Linked DNA regions of Mus musculus: all the other regions are linked to region 2. Evidence: chromatin contacts called from public Hi-C, HiChIP or PLAC-seq, Micro-C and promoter capture Hi-C data. All regions are on one chromosome and are shown on one strand. Each heading gives the region's core, a stretch centred on a gene start, on an enhancer-like site or on the middle of the called end of the contact. The rest is flanking DNA. Distances are from core to core; before and after follow the strand shown.

Region 1 (3,286 bases), core at 305-2,804, 460 kb before region 2:
GACCATCCTCAGTATTGGGTTCTCAGGGGAGGCTTAGTGAAGTCATAAAGCTTAAGTATTCAAGGCCAAGTCGAACATGGAAAGGATTCCATTAAGATCCATTTCCTCTCTTCCATCTTGTGGAGGGTTGTAGTAGCCAGGTCAACATGGACTGAGTTTGTGGTGACCTAGGGTAAACCAGTGGGAAGACCTAGTTGCTGCCCCAGGGAGGGGGGATCATGGCTTTTCGGGGGACTATTCCATAATTCTGTAAGACAGATGCCTTTACCTTTGCCCTCCACGGCACTGTCTGCTGGGCTAGGACATCCTGGTGGTGCCAACGTCCTGAAAATGCGGTTTGATAAAGTTCCAGTACTTGAATGACCTAGACTGACCCTTCACTGCCCTTGGTGAGAATTTGCTACCCATCTTTTGCTTATAGTTGTATTTCTCACTGTTAAAGGCTTATCTCTGAAAGCTAGAGCTGGGATGACAAAAAGGTGATGCAAACAAGAATGAAATTAAAGTTTCCCGGGGTGGGGGGTGAGGGTGGGGGGAGACACGCAGAAAATTGAGTCTTTCTTAGAATTTATTACTTAGATATGGATTTAGATCACTAATAGATGTTATTAGTAAGCATGAGAGAGAAGATTTGAGAAAAGTTATTACAGAAGAAAAAACTCAGGGAAATTCTAGAAGCCGAAAAACTAATTAAATCACCAGGTTCTTATGTTTAGCTTCAGAAATAAGGAACTAGTATGAATAGAAAGAGATTGTGATCAGACAGTTAATGACAAGCCTTGATGCCTTCCTGGAGGCAAAAGCAAGCAGTTTTAGGAATCCTGATGTTCTTCTGTTCTTTATAGAACTGTAATAAAGATAGGAACCATATTGAAACAAGGGTTCATGACAGAGACACAGAGGAAAATTTTGACTTAGTGAATTGCCGGTCTTCCTGAGTAGACTTGTCAGATCAGAACTTTTCTGATATTACAGAAAAACAAAGAACAGGCAGCCTTTCCTTAAGCAAGGGGTTGCAAAGTGTTTTAAGAATTAAAAAAAGGATGGTGGTATTATGCCAACTATAAAAGAAATATAGAGGAAGGAAAGGAAGGATTAAACAAGGGTCAGAGAGGTTGAACTTTTGTAGAAAGCCAAGCTTGATACAACAGGTAATAGGAAATAACTTTTGTTACATTAATTCTATGCCAAACTGAAACAATAAAATTCAAATCAGTAATCCTGCCTAGACTTTAGAAAAACTGAAAGGCCTTAGAACACCAATCTTAAGAAAGAAAATACTAAGTTAAAAGAAATTTGATTTTATCATAATGTTAATTTTTAGTTCTCCTAAAATTGCTGTTTGCTTGCTTTATTCCTCTTTCAATATTCGTATGTAATCAAGAAAAACTTTAGATGTAAATGTATTTTGGAAAGCTGTTTAATCAATGAATAAAGCTTCTGAGGAAATAATTGTATATATAAAATCTGTGAGAGACACAGGTTACCAGAGTACATCAAGCCATGCTGAGTGCACTTCCTCTCGGTCCTGTCTCTCATGAAATGAAACTGAAACATGAAACCCTCATCTGATTATTCCCTTGCACTCTGGCATCCACCTGTTTCAAGCCCTGCCCATACAGGGGGCTGGTCCTCAACAACATCCTCCATTTAAAGTCTGAGGAAAACTCTGTCCCCAAGAGGCTGAACGTCTGGTCCTCTGTGCCCTGTGGAGCAGTGACAGCACTTGTCAGCCACAAGCCCATCCCTCCTGGTAGGGTACAGGGTGTATCCCAACCTAGGGTTGGGAAGTGTCTAGGTGTGACAGATCCTATCAAGATGGGGAGCCCAGGCTCTGACAAAGTGTCCCTGCAACTTTGACATTCCTTGACACTTGCTCCAGTCTGGCCAGGAAGGAGGCCATCCCTCCAAGGTGCAGCTGTTACTGTGTCCCATTACCAAAGGCCCCGTAATATTTTCCTATTTATCTGTTTCCTCGTAGTCTCCCAAGACCTCGCTATTCTCCTTCCAGGCTTTTCACGCACAGGACTGATGTGGTCATAGCCTCAGCTGGCCCAGCTCTGTCCCTCCCACTGGAAGCCCTGTGGACTGACTATCCAGAAGGTGACAGTATACTACCAGTGCCATCAGCCTCCTCTGAGGAGAAGCCCCTGAAAGCTGGAAGGGGACAAGATGGAGTTAGCTGAGCTGGCTCTCCTCATTTGGCCCCTCTGACTCCTGAGGTCTTTAAAGTGGGAATTCCAGGGCAGAGGGGAAGGAGTGTTCTGAATAGTGTGCTAATAAAACTCAGGGCCCTACACTTCCTGTTTCCATGTAAGCCTCTGTTTTCTGATAGTCCTCTTGATGTCCAGGTATCCTGACCTCATTTGGTCTCACTTTGCCTAAGGAAGACACTGGCTACCTGGCAGTACACACCCATCCCTGGGAGTATGGATTTTTTGTGTATTCTCTACCGTACGATCTCACAAAGCCCAGGCTGTTCTGGAACTTAAAATGTAGCCAAGGCTGTCCTTGAACTTCTGATCCTTCTGCCTCTACCTCCTAAGTATGGAATATGGCTATGTGCCACTATGTCCTGCTCAGGATACTAGCCTTATCTGTAGCTCTCAGATCTAGATAGATGGCTATCCACCAAACAGATGGGTGTTTGGGTCTCCAAAGCAGACTAGACCAAAGTCAGATGTTAAAGTATCTCAGGCCTGGGGAGATGGCTCAATGGATAAGAATTCTAGCCATGTAAGTTTGAGGATCTGAGTTCAAATCCCCAGGACCCATGTAAAAGCCAGGTGCAGAGCAAGTGTTCAAAATCCTATGGGGAAGGTGAGAGATGGAGATAGAGAAATCCCAAAGGCTGATGGGCAAGGTAACCTGGCATACACTTTGGAAGAACAAGAAATCCCCTACATCAAAATGGAAGAATGGACCCACATCCTATGTGGTCTTCTGACCTTCATATGTATGCCATGGCATGTATGTACCTGTGTCAACACACATATAGGTGTCTCGGCAAGGGACTCATTGAAAAATGAGCTCTCCCCTTGATCTCTCCAGGATCCTCTTGAGGTCCCTGGGCATGCTCATTTCTGAGTCCAGGTCTAGAAAATGGGTGACCTACAACCCTAGGAATGATAAACTGAGAAACTGACAGCCAAGTACACATCAGAAATAGGACTGATAGGTGTTAGGGGATGATATATTAATATTTAATAAATAAATTCCTGCGGGGGTGGGTCACTACCTGCCTCAATCGTTTATGTTCCCAAATGAAACAGCCTTTATATTTTAA
Region 2 (3,342 bases), core at 355-2,854:
CTAGTTTGTTCTTCGTCTTCGCGGGCCGGCTGGAGACAGACCGGCCTGCCGGCCTCAAATCCCTCTCCATTGCTCTTGCCACTGAGTGAGTCAGCCGGGTCTGCAGTTGCAAGTTGGGTGACAGCTGGCTCTCCCTCCAGTACTCTGCAACACCACGTCTCCAAAACCTGGAGCATGGGGAGCTGGTGTCACCCACATAATAAGAGGCAGTGGTCAGAGGGGCACAGTGCCACCTTCCAATCCAGCTGAGAAGGATCCCCTCCGATGAAGAGGGCGGGGGTGGGAATCAAGGTTGAAGGTGAGGACAAGGGCTCTCTTTATCAGCGGCTGGCTACCCCCTCACCCCTCTTTCAGAATTTTAAACACCTGGGCCTCCCAGTCTTTCAGCCGGACTAGACCATCCACGTCAACTCTCTCCTTTACAAATCTGAACCGAGCACCCTATCTCACGTCCCTGCCTAGCTGCAACCTCTCAGCTTGTTTGGGACTAGGCAGCGAGTTGCCAAGCAAAATACCAAGCGCAAGCTAGCAGGGGGTTTGGCTTCCAGCTCTACCTAGGGGCGCGCGCACACCCTGCGCTTGGCAGGGTGCGGGCAAAGAGAGAGAGAGGGCACTACACCTTAGAGAAAGAGTCATGCGGCAAAATGGGTGGGTATTCTAGGTATGGTAGTTGGTAGGGGTAAATAGCCAGCGAGATACCAATCCCAGGGGAGCCAAGCAACTCAGGGCCTGCCAAAACACAGTCCGGTGCCCGGGAAATCTATGAAGGATGAAACCGACTTGCTTCGCAGTCCCAGGTGATGCAAGGAGTGGGTGGCTTGAGACTTTCAGATCGTTGGCGCTGGTTTCCGCACCCGCAGCAGGTGGGAACACCCCCCACGACTGCCTCCCCCTCCCTGCGTGCCAGAGTCCCTTTACCCTCAGCGCCCACTCCAGGTGTCGCAGTGCCACCCCGCCCCCACGCCGTGTACCTTTCTGGCGCCACGCTCTGCGAACTCCCGAGCGAGGTGGCGTCCGATGCCTCTCCCACCGCCGGTGATGAGGACTGACTCCCGCGACAAGTCCCGAAGCTTGGGGGGCAACACCATTCCCACGGCTGCTTTGGTTACCAAATAGATCATTTGCAGAGGGAACACTACCAGCGCGCCCAGCCATTTCCACACCATCCTCCGCGCGGAGGAGCGGGGTACAGGGGGAGGTGGTAGGAGGCGGTGGACAAAACTCCCCGGACAGGAATTAAAAAAAGATAGAAAGAAAACTCCCCCAAACAATAATAAACTAAATAAGGAAAAGGAGGCGTCCCACCTGGTCACTCTTGAACTGATCTCCTTTCAGATGTAAAGGACAGGGCGAGGAAAAATGGGAGGAAAAAGAAAAAAAAAAGAAAAAGAAAAAAAAGATAAACTCTGCTCTGGCGGAGAGGTAAAAAGCGTCTCAGAAGATTGGGACGGTGAGAGGGGCTGTGGAGAGTCCAAGGGGTGGGAAGTTTTAACAAGAAGTTTCTTGCCCCAACAGCCGTTTCGGCTGGGAAATTCACAGGTAATGTTTACAGACCGACAGAAGAGTTTAGGCAAGGCCAGGGACGAAAAAAAAAAAAAAAAAAAGCACCAACCACAGCGCGCACACAGCTACAGTCCGCGGTTTCAAAGTGCAAGATTAACAAAACAAACAAACAAAAAAGCTGTTTCCCAATTGTAGCGCCCCCCTCCAACTTTCTCCAGAAAAAGAAAGGGGGGAAAAAACCACACACAAAAACACCACACACAAAACCTGGGGAGTGATTGCAGCTCCCAATTTCAGTCCGCGAAAGTCTCCCGACTCATTGCTATTCTTGGGCTCAGGAAATTGCTTAAACGCGATCTGATTGCCAGCACCGTGCAGGAGAAGTGGGGGGTCCGGGTGTCAGTTTCTTCTCGTGCACAGCTCGCCCTCGCGCGCGCCCGCTCTCTCCGGTTCCCTCCTCCCTCTCTTGCAGCCCGGGCTGGGAGTTGCCGCTCGGTGTGGCTCCCTCTCTTCCCCCCTCCCCTTTAGTATTTATTGCCTTCTTTTTTGTTCTTTCCAACTTGGTCGGGCCCGTACTGTGGAGCACTCGTGGATAGGACGCCCTAGTCTGCACCGCCCTATTACTTCGTCCGCGGGGCAGCTGCGGCGTGGACCGAAAGGGCGCCCCCTCCTTTTTTTTTTTTTTTTTTTTTTTAATACCCCATTAAGTCTGATTGACAGTTAAAGTTGTTGGGAGGCTTCACTATCGTGCCTCTGAGTGGCTGCGGCGACTTCCCCTCCCCCTGCGCCGTGGCGGGGCACGCGCCTAGGCGCGCACCCGGTCTCGCTGCGTCTCGCACTCCCCTGGGACTCGCTTCTCATTTCTGCAAGCTGGAACTTGCTGCCCTAGTCCCCGAGGGCTCGCAGCCGGAACTCGAACACGCTGCAACCAACTCTGGCAAGCCAGCTTGCTGTATCAGACCTGGCTCCCAGCCTGGGCCAGGTGACCACCCCTGAGCGGCCGGGCAAACCGAGGGGAAACTCGCGCATGCCTTGATGCTATTGGGTCGCCAAGGGTTCATTTCAGGTCACTTGGTCATTCTTCTGCCTCCAGGTAGGACCAGGAGGTTATGTTTCATCATTGCCTGATTCCCATTTTCCTTCAAAGAGTGTACATCCGAAGTTGTATTAACGTGAAGTCTCTCACGTTGAGGTAGAGGGACCCCTTGGGAGGCAGGATTTTGCTTTGGGAGAAAGGGGAGCAGGGCAAAGGACCTCTAACCCCAGGTGCCAATAAAATCCCCATAAGATTAGCTGGGAGCTTATTTATTGCTTATCTGGGCTAGAATTACCTTGACTGACAGCAATTTCCTTAATAACAGAAGCCTGTAAACAACACGTCTTCAAAGCTATGCCACTGTTCAGTTCATCCAGTGTCCCCTCTCTGGGTGCCCTTACCCCGCTGACCTTTTGGGCACCCACCTTGTAACCTCTTGCCCACCCCTTGTAAGAACGTCTCCCTGTTGGGAGGGCGGGACCCAGCTATTTAGACTTGCCTGTTGCGGGAAGTCTAGGAGGTGAGTCATGAGAAGCAGGCCCAGTTAAAAGTGCTGATGAGACTTGCCACCCGCCCCCTCTGCACATCCCTGGGCGGGAGAGGGAGAGACAGCCAGGGAGCCTGCCCTATAATCTGGGGCAGCCCTTTCCAGCCCTGGACGTGTTCAGGCTGGGAGTCCTGGGCCTCAGCCCCAAAGACTGATCCAGCAGGCCCTGGGTGCACAAGGAACTAACTGTGCTTTTAATATTCCCCGCCTGGGTGTGAACAAATCCCTTTGAGAAGTGCTGATTTGGGGAGGGGGT
Region 3 (3,335 bases), core at 644-3,143, 450 kb after region 2:
AGTAACACACTTCCTCCAACAAGGCCACACCCACTCTAAGAAGGCCGTGCCTCCTAACAGTGGCATTCCCTATGGGCCTATGAGAACCATTTTTATTCAAACCATCGGGACACCTAAGATAGAGAATGTGAAGACCTTATGGAATGAATGAATGAATGAATGAATGAATATTGAATGAATGAATGAACCATATTGTGGTTAGCTGTAAGCATGATAAAGAGTTCTACATGGAAACCTCTTAAATAGATTACGGGAAGGCAATGATGGAAGTCAATGATTTAAGCTCGAGTTGGAATAAATGAAATTCTCAGGTGTCCCACCAGGTAACCCTGTGATTTTAGGTAGCTGAACTTCTCTGTGTTCTTCAGTGTTCTCAACTACAAAGCAGATACCATTACATTATCAGCCTTCAAAGGATGCTATGAGTGAATGCCTGTTAGTATGTTAGCATAGGTTCACATATCAACACCAAGTAGTATTGCCTTTTAACTCACCTTCAAGAAAGTGTCCAACTCACTCCAGTTGTAGAGAATGAGGAACACTCCTTCATTGCTGGTGGGGTTGCAAACTGGTACAACTACTCTGGAAATCAATCTTGTAATTCCTCAGAAAATTGGAAATACTTCCACCTGAAAATGCTGCTGTACCACTCCTGGGCATATACCCAAAAGATGCTCCACCAAATAACAAGGGCACATGCTCTACTATGTTCATAGTAGCCTTATTTGTAATATGCAGAAGCTGGAAATAACCCAGATAACCCTCAGCTAAAGAATGGCTACAGAAAATGTGGTTCATTTACACAATGAATTACTATTCAGATATTAAAAATGAGGACATTATAAATTTTGCAGGCCAATAGGTATAACTAGAAAATATCATCCTGAGTGAGGTATTCTAGACCCAAAAGGACATGCATGGTATATAGTCACTGAAAAGTGGATATCAGCCAAAAAGTTCAGAATATTCATGATACAACTCACAGACCATATAAAGCTTAACAAGGAGGAACACCCAAGTGTAGATGCTTCAATCCCTCTTAGCAGAGGCAACAAAATAATCATGGCAGGCAGAGGGAGAGAGGAACATGGGTGGGAGAGGGGAGGGGAGGAGCAGGAGCAAGTATGGAGAGAGATAGCAGAGAAGCCCAGGGGGCCAGGAGAATAAATGGAAATATACAGCAGTATAAGGTGGGGGCAGGGAGGAAGCTCTACAACGTCCCATAGACCTGGGATGTGAGAGGCTCCCAGGACCCAGTTGGAATGACCTTAGCCAAAATGGCCAACAGTGGCGAGATGGAACCTGAAGAGACCACCTCCAGTTAGGGGAAGGACTGAAGGAGCTGAAGGGCATTGCAAACTCACAGGAAGAACAATAGTATCAACTAACCCAGACCTCTCAGAGCTTCCAGAGAATAAGTCACCAACCAAAGAGCATGCATGGGCTAGTCTGTGGCCCCTGCCACATATGTAGCAGAGGACTGCCTTGTCTAGCCTCAGTGGGAGAGAATAGCTTAATTCTGTAAAAAATTTGATGCCCTAGAGAAGGGGAATGCTAGTGCGGGTGAGGTGGGGGGTGGGTGGCTGGTTGGGAGAGCACCCTCTCAGAAGCAAAGTAGAGGGAAAATGGGAGAGTAGATGCAGGGAGGGGAAGCCAGGGAGGAGAGCAACATCTAGAATGTAAATAAATAATAAAAAATAAGATTTCAGCAAGAGTGGTGGCCCTCTTGGCATAACAACAGAGACCTGAACTTTCACTACTGTTTTCATCATGGTGGCTTTTCATTTTGGACTGTGCTTGTGGGGCCAGCTTTGCTCCCCCAGAACCAACTGCTTCTGCCCAGAGTCTGTCACCATGGAGACAGTCAACAGAAGAGAATCCAAGATCACATCACTCTCCCCAGAGGAATGTGAGCTCTCTGGCTTTGTTTTGAATTTCCTAAGTTTGACAGTGTCACCTACCTATTCATGAGGGGTAGATGAGGAGATGAATAATCTAACAACCTCCTAACATCTCTCTCACCCCTGAATCTGCTAAGGCAGAGGGACGCAGGACAGATCATGGCCATGCTTTCAACCTCAGTGGTTCCTGAGGCATTTTCTACTCCAGGCTGGCAGATTGAAAAGAAGTATTCAACGAAAGTGCTCCTTGGAAACTGGGTAGAAGAAAGAGGAAAGGTAAGGAGGAAGAGCCAGTGGGAAAACAGCTCAGAGAAAGCCATTGCTATTCTGAAATGTGAGGTATGTTTGGTGTGAGGTAGTGCGTGGTTCAGCTTAAGACTCTGGTGTAAGGTAGGGCCTTCGTCCTCTACATAGGAAAGACGCATTCAAGCAATAATTAAGGTCCCTCTTTATGCCCGAAAGACACCATAGCAGATGTAGTAATACAGTTGGAACTCTAACAGTTGTCACTGGGGAATTTCAAAGTACCAAGAGATCCCCAATTCCTTTGTACTTTAAAATTTTATTATTGTTTATTTATTTGTTTATTTCGTTTTCTAAAATTGTCTCTACGTATACCCTCACTGTCTTTGAACTCACTATGTAGACTAGGCTGATCTTGAACTCACAGAGTTCCTGTCTCTGCCTCCTGAGTTCTTAAAGGCATGTGCCACCAGCTTTATAGTTCTTTAAAGTTCTTTTTTAAACCTGGCTGGACACAAGGCTTAGTGGGTAAGAGCACTTACTGCTGTGGCAGGGGACGGTTTAAAGCTTGGTTTCCAGTCCCCACAGCAGCTCACACACAACTCCAGGGGATCCAATGTCTTCTTCTGGCTTCCTCATGTTGTATTATCATGGTACACTTATTTACATGTACAAATTATATATATATATATATATATATATATATATATATAGTCTGTGATCACATGCATGTGTGCACTTGCATGCAGATGCCTGCAGAAGCCATAAGAGGGAATCCTGTCCATTGGAACTGGAGCTACAGACAGTTATGAACAGTCCACTGTGGGTGATGGAAACCAAAGTTTGTCCTCTGCAAGAGCAGTAAGCACTTTTAACCCTGGGTCATTATTTGCACTTCTATTTGAAGAATTTCTACACTTTGCAGCCTGGCCCTTCTCTGTTCATAGCACCTACTGAAGGAGGCATAGATAGCACTCCCTGCAGTGAGGTTAATTGGCTATGTTGCTGCTCACTGCACTAATTCCACAAGCCCTCCTGCCCATGTTCACTGTTAACTCGCAAAACAGGACAGGCTCTTGGTGTTGGCTTCCACTGCATGGGATGCTTGAAACTGAACGTTTACCATTTTGGCCAGCAAAAAGGAACCACTTAGAGTTTTACCTGGACTGAACCTGGGTTGTTCAATTGGCA
Region 4 (3,007 bases), core at 351-2,850, 480 kb before region 2:
ACAGTCATCTATTGGATGGAACACAGGGCCCCCAATGGAGGAGCTAGAGAAAGTACCCAAGGAGCTAAAGGGGTCTGCAACCCTATAGGTGGAACAACAATATGAACTAACAAGTACCCCCCTCCCCCCAGAGCTTGTGTCTCTAGTTGCATATGTAGCAGAGGATGGATTAGTCAGCTCTCAATGGGAGGAGAGGCCCTTTGTCTTGCAAAGATTATATGCCCCAGTACAGCGGAATGCCAGGGCCAGGAAGCAGGAGTGGGTGGGTTGGGGAGCAGGGCGGGGGGGGGGGGGGGGGAGGGTATAGGGGACTTTCGGAGAGGAAACTAGGAAAGGGGATAACATTTGAAATGTAAATGAAGAAAATATCTAATAAAAAATTAAAGAAAATAATAATTATGCACGGAGCTGTTCCCAGGTAGCCTTGATGGACTTCAAATATATATATATCATATATATATCATATATATATGATATATATATATATCATTGTAGGACAGATTAGTCCATATTTTGTTTAAACAGCATTTATTTTATTTCCTATTCTTTTCTTTTGTAGAAGCCAGTGTTGAACTTGACATCCTGATCCTCCTGCCTCACTCTCTCCATTGCTGGGATTACAGGTTTGGGTATATGCCACTGTACTAGATTACTTGTAGTGTGTGTGTGTGTGTGTTTGTTTTCCTGTCTCTTATGAGTTCTTTATGAAACATGCATTGCAACATTATTTATTCTAAAACAAGTATTCTGTGATGTTTTAAGAATTCACATTTTGGTTTAACCTAAGGTTCTCCTCTGCCTGACATTTGTCTTGTGCCACGTGCTCTGGTTGAGTCAGCTTGACAAGCCGAGAGGCTTGAAAGCTACTCTCGAGGCAAAAGAGTTTCACGGAAACTCGCTCCTGGAGTCTGGCGTGCTCTCTAAATTTTCCATTCCCGAGTTAGTCTAGTGGATGGATCCACGTGCTCTCTTTATTATAAGTGCCTTTTAAGATTAAATTCTGACATAGCTAAAGCCTTCTGCCAGTGTTCCAACAGTCTTAGAACGTCCTTGAGCTAGACAGTGACATTCAGAATAGCCTCTGGTATTACACTATCAATAAAAGCCAAGTCACTCCCATATACAGGAATTTACAATGGTTTAGGAAGTAGATCGGGCTGTGGTTTTAGAGTATTGCATTATTCATGAGATGGTTAGCTAGAACGGAACTCCCTAGTTAGAACCATGACTTGGGTGTGAAAGCCCTTGCCCTAAGAGAGTAAAGACCTCACACCTGGCTTCTAAGACTATAGCTGAGTTACACCCATACGCACGTTTTTATAATGGCCTAAGGGGAAGGTGGACTATACAATAGACTAAAATAGGAACTATGGCAAGGGCATGAAGCCCTTGACCCTGGCTTCTAAGATTAAGCGAATCTTAGGAGGAGCCCTTTTTGATCCCAGTTGTTAACAATGAATTCTATCCCAGGTGGTTCCTGTTAGACCTTCTGTGTTTGCATTCCTGTTTTATGTAAGAATCCAGTAACCTCTTTGTACCTTGCTGGTGTGTCACCCAACTTCCTTATTATCTTCTGCATAAAAAGTCTGATGCTCGATTTGACATTACATTCAGATCTAATACAGACTCTCCTGTGTGCGTCTGTTTGTCACTCATCCGAAGCTTAGCCCACCCGCGACGAGAGACCCGTTCCACGCAGACAAAGGGGCCCAGAGGGCCTGCAGCAGTCTTGCTCTGTGCATTTCAGCCTAAATAGGGAGAGCACATAGTGGTTTCAGAAATGCTCCTCCCAATATTGTGATCTTGAGTATATTGTGTGACATTCAGAGCTGCCTTTCATCATCTACATCAATGACAGTGAAAGTTAAAGGAGACATTGCAGTCTCTGTTTAGAATTACAACCGCACGACTGGCTATTGAGCACTAATTCACTTCACCTTTCTATGGCCACAGCCACCCAGAGTTCTGCAGATTTTACTCCTGTAGTGTCTAAAGTGTTTGTCCTCATGATCCCCTGGGTAGGTCCTGAGCTGGAGTCTCTGTCCAGCATCAAGAATGAGAAATGAAGCCAGAAATGGTGTAGCATACATAGGAGGATCTCTTGAGTTTGAGGCCAACCTGATCTACAGAGCAAATTCCAGGACAATCAGGATTTCAGAGAAACCTTGACCCAGACATCTCATGGCTGGTGACTCTCTCTCCTTCTGAAGCATGGTGAACCTTCTTTCCTCCTCCTGCATCTCTCACCCTACCTATGGGAACCTAGAAGTCCCACCTTTTCTGCCCAGACATTGGTTGCTAGCATCCTTATTGATTGATCAAAAATCAATTGGGAAACAGGAACTTCTGTGTTCACAAGCACATTCCCTTAGAAAGCATCAGAACTACTCCCTCCAGAGAAGAGTGATGAGCACAGCTTGAACTGTACCCCCACACCCCCACAAGTATGTCCAAGGTCTAAACTTCACAGCACATGACTGTATCTGGAGGCCAAGTGTTTAGGATGGTATGAAGATAAAGGGATGGCTCTATTCCAGTAACATTGCTATCTTTTAAACAGGGAACTTTGGCAATGTACAAGCACCAGGAGATTATGTGGGAATGTGTGAGAGGGTGGCTATCTGGAAGGAGAGAGACCTTCAGAAACCAGACCACCAGTACCTGACATTGGACTTCAGCCTCCAAATCTTGGAGCAGTTAGATTTTACTTGTGTAAACATGCCAGTATCTAGTGTTGGGCCATATAGCCCAGGCAGACCAATGGAAGCTACTCCAGGCCCACTGCCCCTGGTGTGAACTGCTTGAGAATAGATCTACTTTCATGTTCAGGATGAGACATCTTGGCTGAGGAACAAATTCAAATACATGATTCTTGTGTGTTTTGTACACATGCATCTGTGGAGGAAAGGTTCTAAAACACATTCCAATAAGGTGGCTCTTCTGGTAAAAGTGCTTGCTGCACAATACTGGTGGTCTGAATTTGGTCCCTTTGAACCTCTTAATTGAA
Region 5 (2,964 bases), core at 103-2,602, 420 kb before region 2:
ACTAAAATGTGGAAGCCAAAAGGCCCTTGCATCATTCTGGGCTTGAAAGAAGCCACTCTCCCATCTTTAGAGCACATAGGTAGCATGCCTGTTTTCTCGGTGTTGGTTTCTATGTTTGAAAACAAAGCAATACCAGACAAAAGCAGTGAGCACCTGCTAGTCAGTGCTCAGCAGTGACCATGTGCTGCCAGTACTCACAGAAGCAATCAGGAGAGCCTGGAGTCCGAGGAGCCCCACATTCGAACAGCAGCTTGGGGAATAGAATAAGGCAGACTTCAGGTGAGGCTCCAGGGTGCCAGCTATATCCACCAGGCAAAAAAGGGCAGGGATACCTGTGGATTGATTAACATATGCCCTAGTCTTCACATAGTTCGTTCACTGGTCAGTCCACCCACCTGCCTACCCATGCTCCATGCAGGCATCCACTAATCCATCTATTGCTTTATGCATCCATTTCCCCTTTACCCCATATCCATTCATTCCCTCATCTCATCAGTCCTCCCATCATCTACCTACTCATCCATCTACCCATCCATCCATATATCCATTACCTAATCTCTTCATTCATTCCCCAACCCTCCCACTCACTTAACCATTCACAGATATCTTTTCATCCATCCACCCATCCCTTCATTCTGTGACCCTCTCATCCATTTACCATCCGTCCACTTCATCACTCATTTGTTCTCTATTCACCTACCCCATCTGCCCATCCATCCTTCCTTGCTTCCATCCATCCATCCATCCATCCATCCATCCATCCATATTCCAATCCACGTGTTCTCTTTCCACTCATCCATCAATTCATCCATCCCCTCATCCATTTATGCATTTGTTCTCATCTTCCTCACCCATCTACCCATCCATCCATTCCCTCATCCTCCCACCCACACTTCCATCCATTTGTTCTCTATTCGCCCATTCATTCCCCGTGCAGGGCTGGCTTTACTTTACAGCAAATGTTACAATGAAGAAGTGCTCATTTTTCTCGAAACTCTCCTCACTCTGTCCCTTCCAAAGAATCCTGATGATGTGGGCTTAGAATCTCACCCTTCCTGGGGGTGGGGAATGGGGCTAGAGGCCTCAGGATTCTGTACCTCTCAGACTCCTGAGTCCTGTACCTTTAGAGCTGAGCCGGCTTCCCGGTTCCTCTTCAAATCCGGGGCGGATCATTCAAAACGCAGGGGAGCCCCCTGCGTGCGTGCGCTGTGGCTAGCCCTGAGTCATCTCTGCACGTGGTGGCCCCTTCTCTCTTAGGCTTCACAGGCAGGCAGATCGCTGCATCACAGGTGGTAAGAGGGTGGGGGAGGGAAGGATTAGGGCTGAACCCGAAGAAGGGTTAGGAAGGCGCAGTCACATTAGAAGTGATTTCACCGCGGGAGAGTCAGGGTGCCGGCAGGTGGCCAGGCGCTGGAGACTCGGGAAGCCAAGATGAGCGCCCTACTCACCGCAGCGGGGTTGCTGTTCCTGGGGATGCTTCAAGCCTTCCCAACGGTAAGGGAATGACAGTAGCCCCGGACACTGTGCGAGAGCAGTGGCTAGAGTAAAGGAGGACAAGGCAACCTCTCACCTTATTCCCCAACTCAAACTAGAGTGAGGGGGCACAGGAGGCAACTAAAATATGCAAGCATCCACAGGTGGGTGGATAACTGAAGAGTAAAGTTAGAGCTTCTCTCGTCACAAACGCAGGTAGTCGATAGTTGGGAGCAGTTTGCTCCTTCATTATCCGTGAGTTGAACCCGGAGCAAGAGAAAGCTGTTCCTTTCCTGTTCTGTTACTGCTGCCCCAGAGGGGGTCCTGGATAGAGAAACTTGAGTATGCCCTTGTTTTGCCAGAGGATGATAACGGGTTGTTTGTGCATCCGTAGGCTGGAAGGGCTGAGGAAAGAGAGGAGGGGGTGAATGAGAGCAAAGGTGGGGGTCTGGCCAGCTGGTGATGTGGGCTGGGTGCCCTGGAGCAAGCACATGGTGGATATTTGTCCCAGGAGCAAGTCAGTGCTGTCTCTGGTTCTATAGTTGAAAGCCCCAGAAATAAGTCTGGTCAATGAGTTAGGAAAACTGAACAATTCCTAGGGGCCAATGCCACACTAGGCATTAGTGTGTGGGAAGGAGACAGGACTTTGAAGAGCCACTCAGATAATCTTCTTTACGGAACCTAAGGTCTACATGGAAGAAAAAAGTGCATGGCTGAATGGTAGCTGGGGGAGGGAGACAAGGGACAGCAGCAGGCTTGCTGGACATGAGGTGTCTCTGCTAGAGAGGTGTGAAGACAAGGGAGGAGAGAGGGCAGGAGAGAGATGGTAGGAAGGTGTCCCTTTCATCTCCAGTGGGCAGTGTGACACCTGCCCTGCAGAGGGCAGAAGTGAGCAGAGGAGCCGTCCTACCCTACCTCACCCCCATGCCCGAAGCCCTCATTCGGGGAAGGTAAGAGTTTGGAGCAACAAGGACCCTGGAAGATGAAGGAAAAAGTAGGATGTGAAAGTGGGGAGGTTTGGTTTCTTTTCTCCTACTAAGTCGAAACATTTTTTGATCAGGGCATGGCACATTCTTACATGAGTATGTAGGTTTAAGGACAACTCTGGGAGTTGGTTCTCTCCTTTGACCCTGTGGGTTCCAGGAATAGAACTCAGGTCATCAGGTTTGGCAGCTAGTGCCTTTACCCACAGAACCATCTCACAGGCCTGTGAAAACATGTTTTACAATTAAAGCCGTGTACTTACTACTACCTGGAATGTGTGAAAATGCCCCCAAACAAAAAAGTATAAATGCTATGATAGAGCTAATTGTTTTATACCAATATCTTCTAAGCTGTAAGCATGTTCTTGTTTTACTGCTATTTACAGCATCTATAAAAGCATATCTGTATTTGGATCACTTTTATAGAAATATATAGGGGTTTCTCTTTTTATTTATTTATTTCAATTAATTAATTATTTTTCGAGACAGGATTTCTCTGCGTAGCCCT
Region 6 (3,085 bases), core at 238-2,737, 320 kb before region 2:
ACCTGCATCGTGAACGTCTGTAGCAGCTCTGACCACAGTTCTCAGTGCTCTTCCCAAGCCAGCGCCACAGTGGGAGACCCAGATGCCAAGCCCTCAGCGTCCCCAAAGGATGAGCAGGTCCCCTTCTCTCAGGAGGAGTGTCCGTCTCAGTCCCCGTGTGAGACTACAGAGACACTGCAGAGCCATGAGAAGCCCTTGCCCCTTGGTGTGCCGGATATGGGCATGAAGCCCAGCCAAGCTGGCTGGTTTGATCAGATTGCAGTCAAAGTGGCCTGACCCCTGACAGGGGTAACACCCTGCAAAGGGACCCCCGAGACCCTGAACCCATGGAACTTCATGACTTTTGCTGGATCCATTTCCCTTAGTGGCTTCCAGAGCCCCAGTTGCAGGTCAAGTGAGGGCTGAGACAGCTAGAGTGGTCAAAAACTGCCATGGTGTTTTATGGGGGCAGTCCCAGGAAGTTGTTGCTCTTCCATGACCCCTCTGGATCTCCTGGGCTCTTGCCTGATTCTTGCTTCTGAGAGGCCCCAGTATTTTTTCCTTCTAAGGAGCTAACATCCTCTTCCATGAATAGCACAGCTCTTCAGCCTGAATGCTGACACTGCAGGGCGGTTCCAGCAAGTAGGAGCAAGTGGTGGCCTGGTAGGGCACAGAGGCCCTTCAGGTTAGTGCTAAACTCTTAGGAAGTACCCTCTCCAAGCCCACCGAAATTCTTTTGATGCAAGAATCAGAGGCCCCATCAGGCAGAGTTGCTCTGTTATAGGATGGTAGGGCTGTAACTCAGTGGTCCAGTGTGCTTTTAGCATGCCCTGGGTTTGATCCTCAGCAACACATGCAAAACGTAAGTAGACAGCAGACAGCAGACAGCACAGCCAGCCCCCTGTGTGGTTTGCAGCCTCTGCCTTTGACTTTTACTCTGGTGGGCACACAGAGGGCTGGAGCTCCTCCTCCTGACCTTCTAATGAGCCCTTCCAAGGCCACGCCTTCCTTCAGGGAATCTCAGGGACTGTAGAGTTCCCAGGCCCCTGCAGCCACCTGTCTCTTCCTACCTCAGCCTGGAGCACTCCCTCTAACTCCCCAACGGCTTGGTACTGTACTTGCTGTGACCCCAAGTGCATGTCCGGGTTAGGCACTGTGAGTTGGAACAGCTGATGACATCGGTTGAAAGGCCCACCCGGAAACAGCTGAAGCCAGCTCTTTTGCCAAAGGATTCATGCCGGTTTTCTAATCAACCTGCTCCCCTAGCATGCCTGGAAGGAAAGGGTTCAGGAGACTCCTCAAGAAGCAAGTTCAGTCTCAGGTGCTTGGATGCCATGCTCACCGATTCCACTGGATATGAACTTGGCAGAGGAGCCTAGTTGTTGCCATGGAGACTTAAAGAGCTCAGCACTCTGGAATCAAGATACTGGACACTTGGGGCCGACTTGTTAAGGCTCTGCAGCATCAGACTGTAGAGGGGAAGGAACACGTCTGCCCCCTGGTGGCCCGTCCTGGGATGACCTCGGGCCTCCTAGGCAACAAAAGAATGAATTGGAAAGGACTGTTCCTGGGTGTGGCCTCAGCTCCTGTGCTTGTGTGGATCCCTAAAGGGTGTGCTAAGGAGCAATTGCACTGTGTGCTGGACAGAATTCCTGCTTATAAATGCTTTTTGTTGTTGTTTTGTACACTGAGCCCTGGCTGAGCCACCCCACCCCACCTCCCATCCCACCTTTACAGCCACTCTTGCAGAGAACCTGGCTGTCTCCCACTTGTAGCCTGTGGATGCTGAGGAAACACCCAGCCAAGTAGACTCCAGGCTTGCCCCTATCTCCTGCTCTGAGTCTGGCCTCCTCATTGTGTTGTGGGAAGGAGACGGGTTCTGTCATCTCGGAAGCCCACACCGTGGATGTGAACAATGGCTGTACTAGCTTAGACCAGCTTAGGGCTCTGCAATCAGAGGAGGGGGAGCAGGGAACAATTTGAGTGCTGACCTATAACACATTCCTAAAGGATGGGCAGTCCAGAATCTCCCTCCTTCAGTGTGTGTGTGTGTGTGTGTGTGTGTGTGTGTGTGTGTGTGTCCATGTTTGCATGTATGTGTGTGCCAGTGTGTGGAGGCCAGAGGTTGGCTTTGGGTGTGTTTGATCACTCTCAGTTACTGAGGCAGGGCTCTCATCTGTACCCAGAGCTTGCACATTTTCTAGTCTAACTTGCTTCAGGGATCTCTGTCTGCCTATGGAGTGCTCAGGTTACAGGCAGGCTGCCATACCTGCCCGACATTTACATGAATACTAGAGATCTGAATTCTGGTCCTCACACTTGTATACCTGCATTTTATCCACTAAGACATCTCTCCAAGGGCTCCCCCTTCCTATTTAATAAGTTAGTTTTGAACTGGCAAGATGGCTCAGTGGGTAAGGCAGTTTGCGGACAAACCTGATGACCTGAGTTGGATCCCTGACCATAAGGTAGAAGAGACCTGATTCCTGCAAGTTGTCCTCTGACCACCACCCCATACATGCTTCTGCATATGTGCACACATCACATTCTTGCACACACACTCACATACCATAAATGTAATAAATTTTTTTAAATAAATTGATTTTATCTTTTAATCATTATTTTTGCTTATCTGTTTGTTCATACATGGAGTTTTGCTGTATACCCAGTCTGGCTGCATCCTCCAGGCACCTTGAACTTGGATATTCTCCTGCCTCAGTTTCGAGAGTGCTGAGTTATAGGCATGTGCAACCGTGTCAGGACCCTTGGCGTTACATTATGTTTTCGAATCTTATTTTTCCATCTAAGACTGACAACCACCTTGCCAAAGGATGACCTTGACTTTTGTATCCTCTTGCCTCTACTTCCCAAGTATTGGGATGACAAGTCTGTCCATCCTATGATTTGTGTGGTGCTGGGGCTTGAACCCAGGGGCCTCGTGAATGCTAGGCAAACGCAATCAGCTGCCCAACCCCGAACTTCACTTTTCACCTGTGATTTCTTAACATGGTTCCTGAGCAGACAGCATGATCCTGTTGCCTTGAGGAGCTCTGCTCGTTGCTTTGACAATGCTCTATTTACTAAAGAATACTTATAGAGTTCAAGA
Region 7 (3,025 bases), core at 16-2,515, 350 kb before region 2:
TGGTGGCATTGTTACCTGCCTGGAGAGAATGAGTAAATTGGACCCACTGGGCAGAATCCAGGGCAGACCACTGAATCTTGCTTCTGACAGGTGACACTGGCTTTCAGCTTTCTCAGATAGACCAGAGCACCTCCTCCACATGTCTTCCACAGGAGGCTTAAAGACCAGAACCCTCCCTGCCTGCTCAGTGGCTACCCCTCTTCAGGGTTGAGGTTTTGAGCTGAGACCTATGTCTCAGAAACATGTGAGAACCAGGTGATTTCCCAGGCTCCTGACCAGCAGGTGGGATTTTCCATCCTCCCAAGGGTCACTTCCCAGTTTCTCCCCCAGCACCTAAAAGTACCGTCCTTGAGGTGGCCCTCACAAGGGCCAGTGGCTGCGGGTCTCTCAGTATCTCAATCAGCCTACAGTAAGAGTGTATGTGTCCATGAGGAGGGACAGAATAGTTGCCTGCCTCCCTACCCACCCTACCTCTCCAAATACTCCATATTCAGGGCTGTAGGGATATGCACTGTCCTTGGGAGCTTGCTGATGAGGTCAGTTCTAGGAAGCAAGACTTTCTGGATGGTTTTCTTCCTCGATTTCTGTTTACCTATCAGCCAAGAGAACTCAGAAAAAGAGGACTGCTCTTACTTAGGGTTCCAAGTATGTTTAAGGAAAAAATGAAACATATTAAAAAGAGCTATACCTATGCAATGCTGCTTATACTATGCCTGTACACTCCGAGTAAGCAGACATATGCTGCACATTATAGGAGCCATATTATATAGCTCATATTAATAAGCTCCATGAGAAGATGCAAACATTCATGTGGAGTTAGCCTGGCTCTAGAGTCTAAATGAGTGAATTATCTAGAAGGCTTTGGTTCTCCTGAGCGGTGCCAACTTTGGGACTGCTTTCCCCCCATGTCCTACCACGAAGAGTAGGAAGTCCATGAGATCTGGGACGGGCTGATGGTGACAAATTAGCTGGGGGAGGCCCAATCAGGGCACCCAGTCACGAATATAGTGGACACCTGCGCCAGTCTCTTCCCCACCACTGGAAGGGTGTCTCGAAGAGGAAGGAGTGATAGAAGCGCATTCATTCCCGGAAGAGATGCTGGAGAAAGAGGCCCAGAGATGCCAGGGAATCACAGGTGGAGGTGTCCTGCGAGGGGCGAGGACTCTGTGTAAAGAGGCGTGTCCTCAGGGCGCGGCCCCGCCCATTCCCGCCCTCCCCCCACCCCCTGGTCTGCCCTAGCTCCTGGCCTGAGGGTTTCGCTTTCAGTCACCAGCTAGAGCGCAGCTGAGGCACTAGAGCTCCAGGCACAAGGGCGGGAGCCACCGCTGCCCCTATGGCGCCCGCCGCCCTCTGGGTCGCGCTGGTCTTCGAACTGCAGCTGTGGGCCACCGGGCACACAGTGCCCGCCCAGGTGGGTGACTCTTGGGGTCACGGGGGACAGCTGCGCATCACAAAGTGCCCATTCCAGCTACTGCTACTGCACAATTCCGGGACAGCATGAGAGGCCATCACGTCCCCAGCAGACACGCGCCACGCGCCTCTGGGGACCCACTGGGGACCCGAGGTCTGGCCCGTTGGGATCCTGGGGTGGTACTCGGTTCCCGACAGCCTTATGTTCCAGAAATACCCAGTGGCTTTCTCCGCGAGCTTGATCAGGGCTCGAATAACACCCAGCAGGGCTCAGGAACACTGTTCATCCTTGCGAAATCCCTTCTGTCCCGCGGTCTCGAGGCGGGAAGGACCAGGGCCACTGCCCCATTGCTTGAGCGGGTTGTGTCGTCTGAAGACTTCCTTCTCTGCGCCATGGTCTGTCTCTTTCTTAGAAACCCTGGGATTACTAGATGTTGGCGGGGCCAGGAGTCTAAGTAAGCGCCTAGTATAAGAGACCGATGGGGAGTGAGTCACTTCTCTGTCACTAGATTGCTTCCATGGATCCGCCTTGCTGTGTTCAGGGGACGTTTCAGAATGTTCTCAGTGTAGTGGCAGAGAGGGCAGCTACCCCAAGGAACCTCGGGAAAATGGACCGATTAAAGATCCCAGTATCCGGTATTCACATTGCCCCCCTCCCCCCCCCTTCCTGCCTCCATTGATCGAAGACAGGGTAAAAAAAGGCAGATTACAGGTACGGAAAAATGAGGAGGCTCAGAGAAATTACCTTTTTTGAAGGATTTAAAGGGAGCTTGCTGCACTGACATGCCTTTGCTTGGTTCCATGTATGCTCTCTGCCTCCTGAGCCCACCTTGATGGACAGGGTGTGCTTACCTGACTGCAGGGGAGTAGAGTGGAAGGTGGCTTCTGTTGCGTCCGGAGGTGATATTCAATGGTCCTGGGATGCAAAGGAATGGACTCATCCTTGGTGGGTGTAGGTCCTCAGGGAGGTGTCAAGGATGGACTCTGGGTCAGGACAGTCCCAGTTCTGAGGGCGGAGTGTGAATGTGCATGGTTGTGGTCAGGAGCCTGAGTGGGGATTGTGCTCTGAGCTCCAAGGAAGGATAGGTCTTTGGGCACTGAGCTGGGGTCTGTCCCTGGGGACAGACAGAGCACAGGAGCTTCTGTACCGGATGGGACACGCAAGGCTTTGTGGGATCCACAGTGGTTTGGCTGAAGGTGTTTCCCTCAGACTTCCTTCCATACCTGACCAGTCCCAGGTCAGCTTAGACCTTCTACTACTGTTGCGTGGACTCTTAGCTAGTCTGCCTGTGTTCTAACTCCCACAAATCCTCCTTTGACAGAGAGACCTTGCTCAAGCCCAGACACCTCTATCTGGGAAGCCTTTGTAGCTCCTAGTGGTGGAGGCAGAACCCTTCCTTACCTTCAAGGTATTCCAGGCCAGATGGACATATCTGTGTTGCCTGCTCACATGAACCTATGCTCTGTGAAGCTGATGACTAGGTGTCTACCACTGTGCGTGTATGACCCCTGCACACACATTGTCCATATTACAGATCTCTCAACACTTCTGAGTCTTTTGTAAATGCCAGGTCACCAGAAAGGCCTGTACACATCCCCCCACCTAGACATGACC

Evidence for each region. Promoter capture Hi-C pulls out the DNA fragments that hold promoters and counts their contacts. Hi-C and Micro-C count contacts between places; a contact is called where the count stands out from the background. HiChIP or PLAC-seq counts read pairs in DNA pulled down with a chosen protein or histone mark.
Region 1: a Hi-C map of regulatory T cells shows a contact between it and region 2, with 6 times the contacts expected there. The contact joins the enhancer-like site here to the promoter of Dhrs3 in region 2. A contact is called at or near these places in 6 of 39 promoter capture datasets (the 3T3-L1 cell line, the C10 cell line, cranial neural crest and 3 more), 1 of 484 Hi-C or Micro-C datasets (regulatory T cells), 4 of 115 datasets of contacts at active chromatin or transcription factors (Th17 cells, embryonic stem cells, large pre-B cells and 1 more) and 1 of 9 other capture datasets (embryonic stem cells).
Region 3: a contact with region 2 is called in an H3K4me3 HiChIP or PLAC-seq map of stem cell-derived neural progenitor cells, with 4 times the contacts expected there. The contact joins the promoter of 1700012P22Rik here to the promoter of Dhrs3 in region 2. A contact is called at or near these places in 5 of 39 promoter capture datasets (cranial neural crest, embryonic stem cells, hematopoietic stem and progenitor cells and 1 more), 1 of 15 datasets of contacts at CTCF or cohesin (large pre-B cells), 2 of 484 Hi-C or Micro-C datasets (the AML12 cell line and embryonic stem cells), 3 of 115 datasets of contacts at active chromatin or transcription factors (embryonic stem cells and stem cell-derived neural progenitor cells) and 1 of 9 other capture datasets (embryonic stem cells).
Region 4: a contact with region 2 is called in a promoter capture Hi-C map of embryonic stem cells, with 2.8 times the contacts expected there. The contact joins the enhancer-like site here to the promoter of Dhrs3 in region 2. A contact is called at or near these places in 4 of 39 promoter capture datasets (the C10 cell line, embryonic stem cells, hippocampal neurons and 1 more) and 3 of 115 datasets of contacts at active chromatin or transcription factors (embryonic stem cells and large pre-B cells).
Region 5: a contact with region 2 is called in an H3K27ac HiChIP or PLAC-seq map of T-cell acute lymphoblastic leukemia, with 4 times the contacts expected there. The contact joins the promoter of Tnfrsf8 here to the promoter of Dhrs3 in region 2. A contact is called at or near these places in 18 of 39 promoter capture datasets (the 3T3-L1 cell line, the C10 cell line, the HPC-7 cell line and 12 more), 11 of 484 Hi-C or Micro-C datasets (CD4 T cells, CD8 T cells, LSK cells and 3 more), 22 of 115 datasets of contacts at active chromatin or transcription factors (the 230-238 cell line, CD8 T cells, T-cell acute lymphoblastic leukemia and 10 more) and 3 of 9 other capture datasets (adipose tissue, liver and macrophages).
Region 6: a contact with region 2 is called in a Micro-C map of embryonic stem cells, with 3 times the contacts expected there. The contact joins the enhancer-like site here to the promoter of Dhrs3 in region 2. A contact is called at or near these places in 19 of 39 promoter capture datasets (the C10 cell line, HPC-7-derived erythroid cells, cranial neural crest and 12 more), 3 of 15 datasets of contacts at CTCF or cohesin (the NIH/3T3 cell line, large pre-B cells and pro-B cells), 16 of 484 Hi-C or Micro-C datasets (B cells, the P5424 cell line, cortical neurons and 11 more), 33 of 115 datasets of contacts at active chromatin or transcription factors (DN3 thymocytes, the HPC-7 cell line, the NIH/3T3 cell line and 20 more) and 3 of 9 other capture datasets (adipose tissue, embryonic stem cells and macrophages).
Region 7: a contact with region 2 is called in a promoter capture Hi-C map of pre-B cells. The contact joins the promoter of Tnfrsf1b here to the promoter of Dhrs3 in region 2. A contact is called at or near these places in 14 of 39 promoter capture datasets (the C10 cell line, the HPC-7 cell line, cranial neural crest and 8 more), 3 of 484 Hi-C or Micro-C datasets (bone marrow-derived macrophages, embryonic stem cells and natural killer cells), 16 of 115 datasets of contacts at active chromatin or transcription factors (the 230-238 cell line, the NIH/3T3 cell line, bone marrow-derived dendritic cells and 9 more) and 4 of 9 other capture datasets (adipose tissue, embryonic stem cells, liver and 1 more).

The regions. Positions count from the first base shown.
Region 1 is chr4:145,352,344-145,355,629 of GRCm38.p6, reverse strand. No RefSeq gene overlaps it. Among named protein-coding and RNA genes, the nearest start is that of Tnfrsf8, 39 kb to the right of the region's middle. Within about 2 kb of position 1,554, at least 37 of the 459 cell types and tissues checked have an H3K27ac peak or open chromatin away from gene starts, as enhancers often do. A contact at or near this core is called in Th17 cells and regulatory T cells, where this site is marked.
Region 2 is chr4:144,891,339-144,894,680 of GRCm38.p6, reverse strand. Dhrs3 (dehydrogenase/reductase (SDR family) member 3) reads right to left here and starts at 1,604. Exons shown (of 6, transcript NM_011303.7): 1 at 972-1,604. The coding sequence starts at 1,166. It also overlaps a transcript of Vps13d not described here.
Region 3 is chr4:144,437,330-144,440,664 of GRCm38.p6, reverse strand. 1700012P22Rik (RIKEN cDNA 1700012P22 gene) reads left to right here and starts at 1,893. Exons shown (of 4, transcript NM_027056.1): 1 at 1,893-2,177. The coding sequence starts at 2,061.
Region 4 is chr4:145,376,219-145,379,225 of GRCm38.p6, reverse strand. No RefSeq gene overlaps it. Among named protein-coding and RNA genes, the nearest start is that of Gm42346, 35 kb to the left of the region's middle. Within about 2 kb of position 1,600, at least 8 of the 459 cell types and tissues checked have an H3K27ac peak or open chromatin away from gene starts, as enhancers often do. A contact at or near this core is called in embryonic stem cells, where this site is marked.
Region 5 is chr4:145,313,552-145,316,515 of GRCm38.p6, reverse strand. Tnfrsf8 (tumor necrosis factor receptor superfamily, member 8) reads left to right here and starts at 1,352. Exons shown (of 13, transcript NM_009401.3): 1 at 1,352-1,494. The coding sequence starts at 1,432.
Region 6 is chr4:145,212,978-145,216,062 of GRCm38.p6, reverse strand. It overlaps Tnfrsf1b (tumor necrosis factor receptor superfamily, member 1b), which reads left to right. Exons shown (of 10, transcript NM_011610.3): 10 at 1-3,085. The coding sequence ends at 276. Among named protein-coding and RNA genes, the nearest start is that of Vps13d, 20 kb to the right of the region's middle. Within about 2 kb of position 1,487, at least 70 of the 459 cell types and tissues checked have an H3K27ac peak or open chromatin away from gene starts, as enhancers often do. A contact at or near this core is called in T-cell acute lymphoblastic leukemia, adipose tissue, bone marrow-derived macrophages and 8 more, where this site is marked.
Region 7 is chr4:145,245,110-145,248,134 of GRCm38.p6, reverse strand. Tnfrsf1b (tumor necrosis factor receptor superfamily, member 1b) reads left to right here and starts at 1,265. Exons shown (of 10, transcript NM_011610.3): 1 at 1,265-1,411. The coding sequence starts at 1,334.